Regions from separate parts of the Mus musculus genome. Here region 1 is linked to region 2. A link is a contact called in public HiChIP or PLAC-seq data. All regions are on one chromosome and are shown on one strand. The core of a region is the stretch at or near the end of the contact, and the rest is flanking DNA. Distances in the headings are between cores, read along the strand shown.

What was found. HiChIP or PLAC-seq counts read pairs in DNA pulled down with a chosen protein or histone mark.
Region 1: a contact with region 2 is called in a FOXA1 HiChIP or PLAC-seq map of pancreatic cancer cells. The contact joins two enhancer-like sites. A contact is called at or near these places in 1 of 39 promoter capture datasets (trophoblast stem cells), 1 of 15 datasets of contacts at CTCF or cohesin (embryonic stem cells), 6 of 484 Hi-C or Micro-C datasets (the G1E-ER4 cell line, embryonic stem cells, myocytes and 2 more), 2 of 115 datasets of contacts at active chromatin or transcription factors (extraembryonic endoderm stem cells and pancreatic cancer cells) and 2 of 9 other capture datasets (adipose tissue and liver).

The regions. Positions count from the first base shown.
Region 1 is chr15:78,956,659-78,963,186 of GRCm38.p6, forward strand. It overlaps Triobp (TRIO and F-actin binding protein), which reads left to right. Exons shown (of 25, transcript NM_001039156.1): 4 at 447-546; 5 at 1,569-1,714; 6 at 3,197-3,416; 7 at 4,291-4,447. Among named protein-coding and RNA genes, the nearest start is that of Triobp, 12 kb to the left of the region's middle. Within about 2 kb of position 3,638, at least 50 of the 459 cell types and tissues checked have an H3K27ac peak or open chromatin away from gene starts, as enhancers often do. A contact at or near this core is called in adipose tissue, myocytes and pancreatic cancer cells, where this site is marked.
Region 2 is chr15:78,830,739-78,836,657 of GRCm38.p6, forward strand. No RefSeq gene overlaps it. Among named protein-coding and RNA genes, the nearest start is that of Cdc42ep1, 8.9 kb to the right of the region's middle. Within about 2 kb of position 2,268, at least 164 of the 459 cell types and tissues checked have an H3K27ac peak or open chromatin away from gene starts, as enhancers often do. A contact at or near this core is called in adipose tissue, myocytes and pancreatic cancer cells, where this site is marked.

The DNA.
Region 1 (6,528 bases), core at 2,388-4,887, 130 kb after region 2:
GTCTGTCTATAGCCAGAGACGGTGGCGCTGACTAGGCAGGAAATCAGAGCTGTGGACTGACAGACAACTGGACATGTTCTTGTGAATGGGGGAGGGGTGGAGACTAAGGATGAAAGCAAGACCCAGGTGCCATGTCAGCCACCCCCCACCCCCCACCCCTCACCCCCAGGTTCATGCTGGGTGGAGCCTTGGGAAGTGCACAAGTTAGGAGCAAGTCTACTCTCTGCTGTCCTTCATGCTGTGCTGTCCCCTGGGTGGCCAAGGCGCCAGGCCGGGCTGTAGATCTGACACCTCCTGCTGCCTGGCTCTGATCAGATTCTGGCTGTGGGGCAGGTGTGAAACTGAATGCTGGAGGAGGGTTGTTCTTTGGCCTGGATATAGCTGCCGACCCTAGCCCTTCCTTAGCGCAGGCTGGCCTTGCTCATGGTGACTTTCTTGAATCCTAGAGCACTGCTGCCCACCCAGGGCACTGCCTGGGCTACAGCCTCTGCCCCAGTCGCCAGACTCCAGGGTCCCCAGGGAGACTCCCACCAGGCCTGCTCTCAGGTGAGCCGACCGGATCGGATCGGGTTCCTTCGGTTTCATGTCCCGCATTGTTCTTGGCTGGGCCCTGGCTTATGAAACAGTAATGAGGGGCCCTGCTCCCGAGGCTGGCCCCTCTAAGGTTTCTGCTGCCTGGAACACTGCAGCCACCGCGGCCCAGAGTCGGGGCCTGGGAGGGTGGCAGCGTGGGGGCCTGAGTTGGAGCCCCCCGGGAAAGAGGGTGCTGACAGCCGCCAGCTGCCACTGCCGGAGCCCGCTGCCCAGGTAACCTGAGAGGAGGCGGGGCACAAGGTGCCATGGCCTTGTCTCCCACCACCAGGGGAGGGCCCTGCCGTTCTGGGAGGTGGAGGAAATAGGGGGGCCTTCTTGGAGGGGAGCAGCCATTCCTCTTGGCTGAGACCAGTACCAGTCTTTCCAGGCGGGGTCCTGCTGTTAGCAGTGCCAAGGGCTTGTGACCCTCTGTTTTTGACTTTGCCTCTCCTGTAGAGGAAGAGAGCCCTTCATTTCTTCTGGATCTCCCTAGCCCCTCTACCTTCAGACTTCCTCAGGCCAATCCCCTCTTTCCCTCTTGTCTTCTGGATGCAAGAGTGTCCTGGGGCCTCTAAGTTCCAGTTCTCAGGAATGCACACATAGATATTCGTCTACATGATCTTGCATACATATATGCATTAGTGTAGCTGACAGATCTGCACACATGCAATTGGGCACATATCACTCAACTATGACGTATGCATGGGTGCCCCAAACAACAGGTATTTATAAACAGATGTACCTGTTCCTAGACCTGTGCATGTATGTGTACATATATGTATATGTACTCCACTTGCTTGCTTGCCCACTTGCTCTGACCTGGGTCCCCAGGGCACCTCCAGCTGATGGGATGGTAGGTCTCCTTGAGCAGGGAGATCCCAGGAGGTGACTTCTGGAGACATCCGCCAGTCTGAGCTGGGAGGGGCTGTCTGGGTGAGGGGGAGGGGGAGTCCCACGTGGGACTGAGCTGTCTCCTCTCTCCAACTCGGGCCCAGGAGCCTCACAGCCCTTCCAGTGCTGAGGCACCCTACTGCGACCTGCCTCGCTGCCCACCGGCCCTGCAGAACCCACTCCGCACCACCACCTGTGTCGGCCAGTCTGTGCACAGCCTTGGTCTCGGCCTTGGGCAGGAGCCTCAGAGGTGGGTAGAGCCCCAGGCTTCAGGAATGGGCTCCCAGGGTGGGTTTGGGGGGAGGAATGCCCACCCATCCCCCACTGTGCATCTCTTCTTGATGACAGTGTCCATCTACAGGAGCTGGCATGGTTCACGTGGTCAGCCCACAAAGGGCTTTAGACATGATTCCTGGGGTCCCTGGAAAGCTCACACTGATCTGTTCCTGTTTTACTTGGGTCTCTGACCCTGGCCCTGGCTGTCTTTTTTGGTGGTTCTGCCCATCCCATAATTCCATGGGGTAGGAAATAGCTATGTACTTCTCCTGGTCCTTGTATATGGCTTTAAATGATTGAAGGTGCCGGGTGCAGTGGTAGATGGACATAATGCCAGCACTCAGAGGTGAGAGGATTTGGAGCTCAAGGCTAGCTTGGGTTACATAGCTAGACTCTGTCTCTGTTTGCCTCCCAAAAGGCTGAATGGTCCTCTTAGCAAGGGCACCTCTTATCACCCCTGCTTGACTGGGTCCTCCAGGCCTAAACTAGCCCCAGGTTCCCTACTGGGATCATGAGACTTTGAGAGGCCATGGCTCGAGGGTCCAGAGAGCTGGATCCTGCCTTCACATCTGCTGTGATGGGCTGCGGGACCTTTGGTCTGAGATTGCATCTCTTTATGCCTTACTTTTCCTGTTTGTAAAATAAGAGGGGCTGAGACTTTAGCTCAATGTCAGGCGGGTTTGATTTCCCATACATCGGATATAAAACTTAAAAAGAAGAGAGACCATACCAAATCCTCATGTGTGACAGCAAGCCTCCACCTCAGGTGGGCATTATTTTAAGAGAAAAGGGTGGCTCTGGCAGTCGATGTATTTTAGGAAATCTGGGAACACATTCATTAGTAGAATCTTTGATGGGGGACTTGTCAGAGCATTTGATTTGCAACCCCGTGTCGTGTGGTTTAGGCGTGAGGGTCACACATGAATGTGCGTAGAATGTTCCCTTCTTCCCTTATGGGTAGACCCCCTTTACCGTGTTCTCGCTCCTGCCTGTTTTATATTTTGGATTGGGGGCTTAGCCTTCAACAGCGGAGCCACCTCTCCAGCCCTCCTTACTAGTTTATAGGCCTGAGTGTGGGTCACTTTGGGAATACCGTGAGCCGCAAGCCTCTTCAGCCAGGGTCACAGGACTTTGTAAGGCGCACTTATTTCCACAGCGCCTGCCCACAGAGCTTGCTTCACCTCACGCTGCTTAACTGCCTTCACCTGGGAGCTAAGCTTGGTGTACCCACGGCTGCCCAGTCCCATGGGAGGGTGCGACGATGGGTCTAGGAGGTGGCTGATATACAGCCCAGCCCAGACACCCTCAGCACTGACCTTCTGTTCAGCAGGTGCAGCATAGTTCCCACCCTGGCTCGGTGTGAACACGCCCACATGTAGTACCCGGGTGGGCGGGGCTCAGTCCTTGACTCTGTTACCTTTTGAAGGGAAAGTCATTGATCTCTCTCCTCTTCCAGGGTCTGGTCCCCAACAACAGCTCTCCCTGCAGAGGGCCCTGCAGCTGCCCCAAAGAACAGACACCAGGACTCCGAGGGGATACCCTATCTGGAGGGCCTGGCCCGTAGCAGCTGCACTGACGACAACGACAACAAGGACGAAGACGAGGACCCTAACTCCAACACCAGCTCCAGCCAAGACAGCAATACCCCTCATGATACCAGCAATTCCTCTTCTGTGGTGAGCTGAGGGCAGGCATCTGGGGACAAGAACAGGGTCACCTGCTGTCCTCAGCCCTGGTGACAGGAGGAGCTTGAGGAAGGCTGAGCTTTTCACAGCAGAAACACTAGGCTAAGCTTAGCCATTGCTTTCCCTGCTGGGAGGGCAGGGCTGCTGGGCTGGCTCAGGGAGGAGGTGGGCGTGGGGCTCAGTGCATAGGGACTTTGGTTGAGTCACCAGCTGGCTCAGGTCTCAGGACTGAGAAGTAGGCGTGGTGTCCAGGGCAAGCACGAGACTGGCCCCAGCTCTGCCCTGGCCATGTGTTTCTGAGTCCATAACCAGTCCTAGTGTCCACTTCCAAAGGTGGAGGGAAGGGACTGGGCTTCGGAGCTGGCAGGGGCTGGCAGGAGACAGGAGCCTAGGGGTTGACCCTTTGCCTGCACACTCAGATTCATCCCATGAGACATCCCCACCCCACCAAAAGGGAAACTACAGAAAAGCAACAGCCTAGCCTGTTCACACACGTGGCAGGTGCCACGCAAAGGTCTCAGTGGACCTGAGCCCAAGAAAGGTTCTCCAGCACCCTCTAAGCTAGAGACTGCTGTGGCCCTGTTTGGATCTGAGGCCCAGAGACTGGAAGCACTTCACCTGAGATCACACAGCTGGGAAGCGGTGTGCCTGGGATGTGAACCTATTTCTCCCATCTGTGTGACTTTGGTCCAGCTTTTGGCTTTAATGGCTGTGTTTCCTCAAGCCTGACCGATGATCCACTGTGGCTGAGAGCCTCACATAGGCAGCAGGTGCCCTTAGAATCCTGTTATTCTGCCCTTCGTGCTGGGAGAACAGACCCAGGGGCCCTCTTCTCCTCGCCAACAAACTCTTTTCTCTTTAGCAGGATTGGGACACTACTGAGAGACCAGGGGTGGTCCCCAGCAGGAACAGACTCACAGAGATGATCCCAAGGAGGCCTCAGGAGGGACTGAGAGCTGACAGTGCTCGAAAGGCCACCAGGTCCCCAGCCCGAGGAGACACAGCAGGCCAGAGGAAGGAGAGTGAGTCCTTCCTGGTCTCATTACCATGAAGTGGTGATGGCCAAGGGCCCCTGTCTTCCTTGGAGGGACCACGTTTTTTTAATTGATTTATTTTTATTTTATGTGCATTGGTGTTTAGGCTTCATGTACTGACAAGTGGTTGCTGGAATTGAACCCAGGTCCTCTGGAGAGCAACCAGTACTCTTAACAGCTGAGCCATCTCTCCAGCCTTGAGGGCTCAAATCTTTTGTTTGTTTGTTTGTTTGTTTCTTTCTTTCTTTCTTTCTTTCTTTCTTTCTTTCTTTCTTTCTTTCTTTTGTGAGACAAGATTTCTTTGTGTTGTCCTGTCTGTCCTGGAACTCGCTCTGTAGATCAGGCTGGCCTTGAACTCTCAGAGATCCTACCTGCCTCTGCCTCCTGAGTGCTGGGGTTAAAGGTGTGCGCCACCATTACCGCCCAGCCAAGGGCTTGACTCTTAATAATAGACATTCCTTTATGGTGTGCCATACTGATCTCTCTAGAAAGATTGGAGCCTCTAAGTTCTCAGAGTCTGAAGCAGGCTGAACACAAATGGAATACCTGCCATAAATAGAACGATCAGGTGGGACTTCAGGTATGGCCGGGCCCAAGTGTTCAGACAATACTGCTGAAGTGGCTCTGTTCTTTGCTAAACCCTTCTCCAAATGATAGCATGATGTCCACCAGACGGACCAATCTGTGTCCCCCAGAAAAAGGGCTTGTCTTTCTCGTGACTACAGTTAAAGTCTCGGGAAGAGCTTGCACAGGGACCACTGTGTGTCATTTCAATGACCAGGTCTGGCCTCCTGTACAAACAACCTCATGGCCTGAGCTAGGAGGAGGAAGAGTCCCCAGAGGCAGTTGGGGTGCTGTTCTGAGAGAGGGGAGTGGGGACCTCTGTTGTGCCAAGTCTATAGAGGTTGGCGAGGTTAGCCAGCATCTTGCTGGGATGTGAGCCCAGTGTGGTGGGCACCATATTCTGTCCCTGGTATCTTTCCTCAGTATGGTCAGGAGTTGGAGATAGGATGCCTGCTACCTCCCACCCCCTTTCCTGATGGCAGTCCTGGCTTTTCCTGGTCCCTGCAGAAGTCTCATTAATATATACGAATGAAGTTGGGGTCTTGATGCTCTGGGGTCTCATGGGGAGTTAGCATGGACGCTTGCCCTAGAAAGCTCACCATTCAGCAAAGCAAACCGACAGGAGCCAGCTGTAGAGACCCAGAGCAGAGCAAGAGAATACACAGGAATAAGGGAAGACATGGGTACAGGCCTAGCACAGGACAGCTGTGTACCTTGGCTATTTAGACCAAGGAGAGCAGGGCCGGGAGGCAGAACTCTGTGACCCATTGGCAGCTGCAGTTTAAATGTGGGTAGGGGCGCACAGTAGGGGTGGGCTATGCCGGGGCCTCCTCAGCCTTGCCAAGCAGTTGGGAGTCTCTTCTCTAAGCATGGTTTGGGCAGCATGCAATCAGAATGCAGTGAGACAGGAGGATTAGAAGACAGGTAAATTCGTGGCCGCCACCTAGTAACATCTGGTTCAGTCCAGAGCTGATGCTGATGCTGAATTCCAGGGTGAGAGGTTGCTTGGCAACCAGGATGTTTCAGGGTACTCACAATGTCCCCTCAGACCACACTTGACCTACAGGGAAGGATTCCCTGAGGCCAGGGATACTGCAGCAACCAAGAAGCCACTCAGTGTCAGACAAACTGCCCTCCCTGATGTGACTTCTGGGGACAGGGTCGCACACAGGACCTTGGTGTGTGGGGGTGCATGCCTGTGACCTGGTGCAAGTGAGCTTTGGACTATATGTAGCTGAGGCTGGTCCAGAATTCCTGATCCTCCTGTCTCCACCTCCTCCATGCTGGGATTACTGATGGGGCCCTACCCAGTCAGGCTTTGTTTTGTGGCTCTTGAAAGTGGGTGGTACCCTCTCGGTGACCTACTTAGCCAGAATCTGTGGCCACTGTCCACCTGGTGGCCACTTGCTACATTGCAGTCAGGGGCTAACTAGGCACATCCCAGCTGGCACAGCTCACTAGGGAGGGTGAGGGGGGTGCAGGACACAGATTGCCCAAGCACAGCT
Region 2 (5,919 bases), core at 1,018-3,517:
AAAAAAGAATAATTTCACAAGTAGATACATCAGAAGAGGTCCTTGCTGTCATCAGAGGAGAATGTGTCCTATGCCTGTCAGACAGCACTATCTTATGGCCTCTGCCTGTCCCCAGCCTGTCCATCAGAGGTGGGGAAAAGGACGTTGGGGGGTTAGGGGGTGTTTCTGGAGGTTCCTTGGCTCAGTAAGCCTGGGAGCCCTCCGCTTCCCCTGGTTAATCACCTCCCACCCACCTGTTGCAGTCTTTGGACCAGAACCAACTTTCCCTCCCTTAACACTACTCATAAACTAGAACAAACTAAGACTGCAGCGCAAGCTCCAGGCAAGCCATGCTAAACGGTTGGTTAATTGGCCTTGGAGGTAATTACTTTCGGCTCCATCTTACTGGGGGAAAGACTCAAGCCAGGAAGGCTAATGACTTGGCCAGAGTCACACAGCTGGCTGGCCTGTGGGCAGAGCCAGAAGTCCCTTCAGCCACAGCACAACCTTTACAAACAGTCCCGGCACGTGGACCAAGCTCTTGGCCATAGCTGGCATAGGGAGGCTGCAGTTCCTCTCAGGGCAAGTCCCAGGTTAAAGGCCCCTCTGTTGCCACCAAACAACCACCGGCATGCACTACCACCACCACCAACAAATCCCTGACCTTTTTCTTTATCAGGCTCCGCACTGCATTCCTGAGGGGCCAAAGAGGGCATTCTACAGCACTGGAAGCCCCAAGGTAGAGGACTTCAACCCCTGCACCATCCCCCTCCCCCACCTTTTTCCTTCTCCTGAGCCTGTGCAACCCCCATCACACTGCTAAATTTCTCTAGAAATGTCATTCCCTTTGGCCAGGCTGTGGCGCCATCTCAGGAATGTGTGGTGAGAAGTTGCTGTCTCTTGTGAGAAGCCCTCTGTGATTGCCTCCTGCTACTGTAACCCACTCCTTCCAACATGATGGCTTCAAAGGCCTGCAAAGGTGTGCTCTAAGGGCTGGTCTCTGGGTACTCTGAGCTAGGGGACGGTGGAAAGGAACTGAAATAAACGGGAGGGGGATGTGGGGGAGCACTGACTTTTTTTCCCAGTTAGGTGAGGCATAGTGACAGCAAATCTTGGGCGGTGACAGCTGCTCTTTTCTCACCAGGTCATGAACCCTCGGGCCCTGGATCAATACCTGTTGGGTAACCGCAGGGAGAGCTGACTGGGACAACCTGCAGGGGAGGTGGACGAATTGTTCACGCTATGAAGTGTATCTGGCTGCTGTGGTCCAGCCATTCCTGGGCCATAGAAAGCTTATCCTGCTGTGAGGATGAGTATGGAAGCCTTGAAGAAGGTGAGGCAGTCTGAGCTAGCCAGGAACTGGCCTTCAGCCACCCTGGGAATGAAAGTACTGGTTCCCAACTCCTGGGGACATAGAGCTGGCCCAGCCTCACCTGACTCTGTAGCCTCTGAAGGCAGAAAGTATCCATCCTTCTTCCTGGTTCTCTCAGCTGGCCCGTAAAGAACTGTGAGGGAGAATACTTGGAGAGCCCTACCTACCAGCCTGGGGCCCCAGATGTTACCCCAGATGTTACCTCCGATGCTTTCCCACTCAACCCCTCCAGCCGGCCACCGTTCCAAAGGCTCCTCACTTCCCTACTATACGGGGGTACGGGAGTATGGTCCGAGCCCAGCTGGCTGATGTGCTGGAGGCCCCTCCCTGGCAGTCAGAGCGGAGGGGCTCCCCCCAGGCCTGTCTTAAGCACCACCCCTGAAGGTCCTTGGGAGTCTTGTAAACAGGAAGCACCCCCCCCCCAGACAGCTCCATGCTGCATGGACACTGGGCTCTGAAGGCCCCGGACTCTTGACCTCTTCGGCTCTGTTTCCTGTCCGCTGGGCTAGAGGAGAGAGGGAGACTGAAATGGTCTGGGGGGGGGGGCATGCGGGGGAGGGTGACAGCTGAGGAGAGCCAGACCCCGAAAGATCCAGAGCAGCCCTGCACGTAGTAGGTATTCAGTAGAGCTTGGTAAGGAGCCCAGAGCCTGCCCCCACATTTCCCCATAGAAGAGCAATACCACTGTAGAGGGGGACTCTGGGCCACCCTGGCCTGGCAGCCCTGGTGGCCAGTCCCAAGGCTCAGCATCCCCCCATTGTCCCCGTCTGGCCCCGCCCCAGCTCCGGCAGCCTGAGCCAGGCCACCGTCTCAAGGCCCTTTATTTTTAAAATCCCTGTGGTGTTAGTGCCTGAGCCGAAGGAGCAATGCCAGCCACAGCGAGCCTGTGGCCTGGGCTTGGGCCCAGAGGCGCCGGGCGGGGCATCCGGCCACCCTGCAGCTGCTGGGCAATTCTGGGAGGACTTCGAGGCCAGCTGGCCGGCTGGGCTGCCGAGGAAGCCCTGGAATGCCCAGGCTGCAGGCCCGAGGCACTAGCGCTTGTCCTTCGTGGAGGAACTGGGGCCCACCAGGGTGGTAACTGGGCTATGCATCGAACCCAGTGGCACACTCTGTTGCAGTATGAGTTACTGTCTCTCCATATCCAACCCAACAAACTGGGACCCTGCATCTACTGAGAGAAGAAAGGGGGCACATGTCAGTCGTGTGGGGGAGACAGCACTCACACATACCCTCTTTTCCGGGGAGCAGAGGGGCCTACAGAGGAGATGGCTTTTTGGTGGTGGTGGTGGTGGTGGTGGTGGTGGTACAGTTCTAGAAGGATAGTCTGACTAGGATCCAAGAAGTCCAGCCCGGCCCCAGCTCCATCTTTCCCCATCTGTTTGGTGTTGGGGAAATCACTGAACCTCTGCAAGAACAAGATAGTCACAGACCCTTCCCTCATGGGGCTGGAGGGAGATGGTGTAGTTTACTAAGGACAGAGCAAGGCATAAGTGAGAGGTGGCTGGTGGGTCATGGAGGGAGGTCACTTGAGCTCCAGTGTCTCACAGGGTTCTGAGTGAGCTGATGGCCTTCCTGGTGTTGGCAAGGAGCAATGTAAGCAGGAAGAATGAATGGCAGTGCAAAGGCCCTGAGACAGAAAGATATGGGCGTGGCCTAAGCTGAGGAGGCGGAGCAAAGGCCCTGAGCCAGAAGAACATGGGTGTGGCCTAAGCTGAGGAGGCGGAGCAAAGGTCCTGAGAAGAAGGGCATGGGTATGGCCTAAACTGAGGAGGTAGAAGGAGCTGTTGTTATGGTTGAAGAGAAGCCTGAGCAGGCTGAGTGTCACACAGACCCATGTACACTCTCTGGGCTACCCCTGTGTCCCTTCTTTTGCTGGCCAGATGGCCAGTGTGTGGTGATCCCATGATCTGCCCAGGGGGCTCACTCTGACCCAACTTGTTCATGCCTTTGATCCTCCCTGAAGTGAGTGAGGTAGGGAGCTTATTACCACGTGCTCATTTGCTAAGTGGGGAAACTGAGGCAGGAGGGGCCAAACAGTGATGGTGGCCTAACCAGATCTACTCTCTTCATTGCCAAGCTCAGCCTCAGTCTTGGGAGCAACCAGCCCCTGACTAATCCATCCAGGCCAGGCCAGCCCACTCACTCTGTGATAGCCCCTCAGGTACCTAGCCTTGGCTTCCCTGAAAAGCATTTCCCGCCTCGTCCCACCCTTCACCCCAGCATCTCCTCTCCTCTCCAGCACACAGGCTCCACCAGGATGTACCAGCCACTTCCCCCACCCTAGTCTCCAGCAGGCAAAGAATGTGGCCTGAGCCTCCCCCGGGGGCTCCTCTGGTCAGCAAGCCTTGGCAGGAGACCTCGCTGAGTCAACACAAGGCTGTGGCTGCAGTTCACACTGCCCACCAGGGCTGCATTAGAGACCCAGGAGGAAGAACTGCCTGCTCCCACCCTCCCTCCCCTTAAGAGTCCCCAACCCCCCCCCCCACCCCCACCCGCCCTGGGCTCAAGCCAAAGCGCTTAACCCCTCCAGGGCCTGCTGATAACCAACTCCATTCCCAGCAGAGCCTTGCTGTGGGACCTCAGGCAAGTCACAGCAACTCTTCTGGGCTGTTCTCCTCACCGGTGAGAGAGACATCCTCCTCAGGTCCTTATGACCTTACAAAGGGTTCTCTACATATAAAATAGAAGCTGCGCGTCCCCCTCTGACAGATGGGAGTGTAAATTCCTGAGTTCAAAGGCAATGGCTTTGCTCCCTTGCCCTCTCCTGACCTGGTGCTTAATGAGTCTGTTGTGATGTGACATGAAGTCCATGACAGAACTGTAAGCCAGCCAGGGAGAGGGGTTGCGGGGGGTGGGGGGAGCTGTGATTCCTATGATGCACACCCCCAGCCTGTGTTTGTAAAACAGCTTCCTCAGGTTGCCACTTTGATGGTATGCATTACTCTTCCCATTTTACAGACAGATAAACTGAGGCAAGGGAGGGTGAGAAGCTTGCCCAAGAATCCCAGTTGGGACTAGCTGGAGCCAGGCCTTCTAACACTTGACAGGGGGAACTTTAGGGCCCTTTCTCTGTGTGTGGCAGCTGAGGTGGGAGGGAGGGACAATGAGCAGAAGACAGAGGGGTGGGGCTGAATTCTGCTGTTGCAGGGAGACATCTTGCCTGGTGGAGTTGCCCTCTCAGATAAGCGGTGAGCTCCCTGCCACTCAAAGGATGTGTGACAGCGGGACTGTCAGACACACTCAGTGTTGCAGGAGGATGTGGCTAACACATGTGGGAGTCTTTCTGACACTTGAGGATTAGAGAGAGCAGCAGTGAGCTTGGAGCTTTTCATGTGCTGTGAGAGGCCACAGACCAATTTCCCAGGGCGATGTCCACACTGCCCAGTTATGTGAAGCCGCGGAGGAAGTGGCCCCATCCCCTTGGCCCTGTGTCCTCGCTGGACAATGGGCCGTGAGGATGGGAAAGAAAGAATTCAGCCAGCCTGCCAGGCAGCGCCATGCAGCAGGGTCCGGCTGGGCCTCTGACCATCTTCCTCTCATCCCCAGCCTAGCCATCTGAGCAGGAAGCTAGGAGCCAGCAAGCCTGGTGGGGGTGGGGGACGAGGACAGGGGTGTCACTGGCTGAACTGGGGGCTGTGCCAGGTGTGCTGCTGAGTTCTGGCCCTGAACCTGTCAGTCCCCTGGGCAACAGCCCACAGGGAGGGTGAGGAAGGAGAAGCCTGCTGCACACTTGCTCATCTTGGGGCCAGGCTGGGGTGGCAGGGGGGCGGTCAGGGGGCCTGGGGGGGCAGTGATGGTGATGATTCTGGCCCAAGCCTGGCCCACAGCCCAAGGGCCTATCTCTCCAGCCAGGCTGGACCATGGAGAATAGGCTATTGTTTGTTCTACTCTTAACGTGTTTCCTGTCCCCCCCAGCCCCTCCCCTCTCACCCACCCCCCTCAAGTGAAGAACAAAGGTCTCCTGGATGTGGACCCCTCCCCACCCTTCCATCCTGGGCCTGGCCAGCTTGGAAGAATTCAGTCCCATCACCCAGGGGACAATGGGTCACCTGGGCCTGACCCTTTCTGATGTCCTCGCCACCATCTGCAACTGCAAGTGCCTCAGCACCCCACCCCCCATGTCCCCATGTCCATCCATCTATCTGTCCTCCTCAGGGTGGGGCCAAGGAACCAGCCCCACATCCTTCCTGTGCTCCCCACCCCCACACACCGCCCAGTGTCTTGCTCTCCTGGAGACAAGAGTGGCAATGAGGTGGGGGAGGTCTTTCCCCACCTCCATTTCCCTGTGGACCAGGGAGTTAGGAGCCAGAGCTGAGCCGCCCAGAAGGATCCTCAGGAGAAAAAGTCACCCGAGCTCTCGCCCTTTTCCCAGAGCCTGGAATTCCAGAGGCGTTTCCGGCTGGCCAGCTGTCTCTGAGCTGTGCTCTGTGGGCCTCCAGCTCATGCCAAGAAACCCTTCGGATTAGCTCCTGTCTTGGCCTAGTGGCTTTCAAGAAATCCTTCACACCCAGGCTTGAGAAGTAGCAGGGACAGATAGGCTGGCACTCATCTGTGGTCACCAGGCCCTT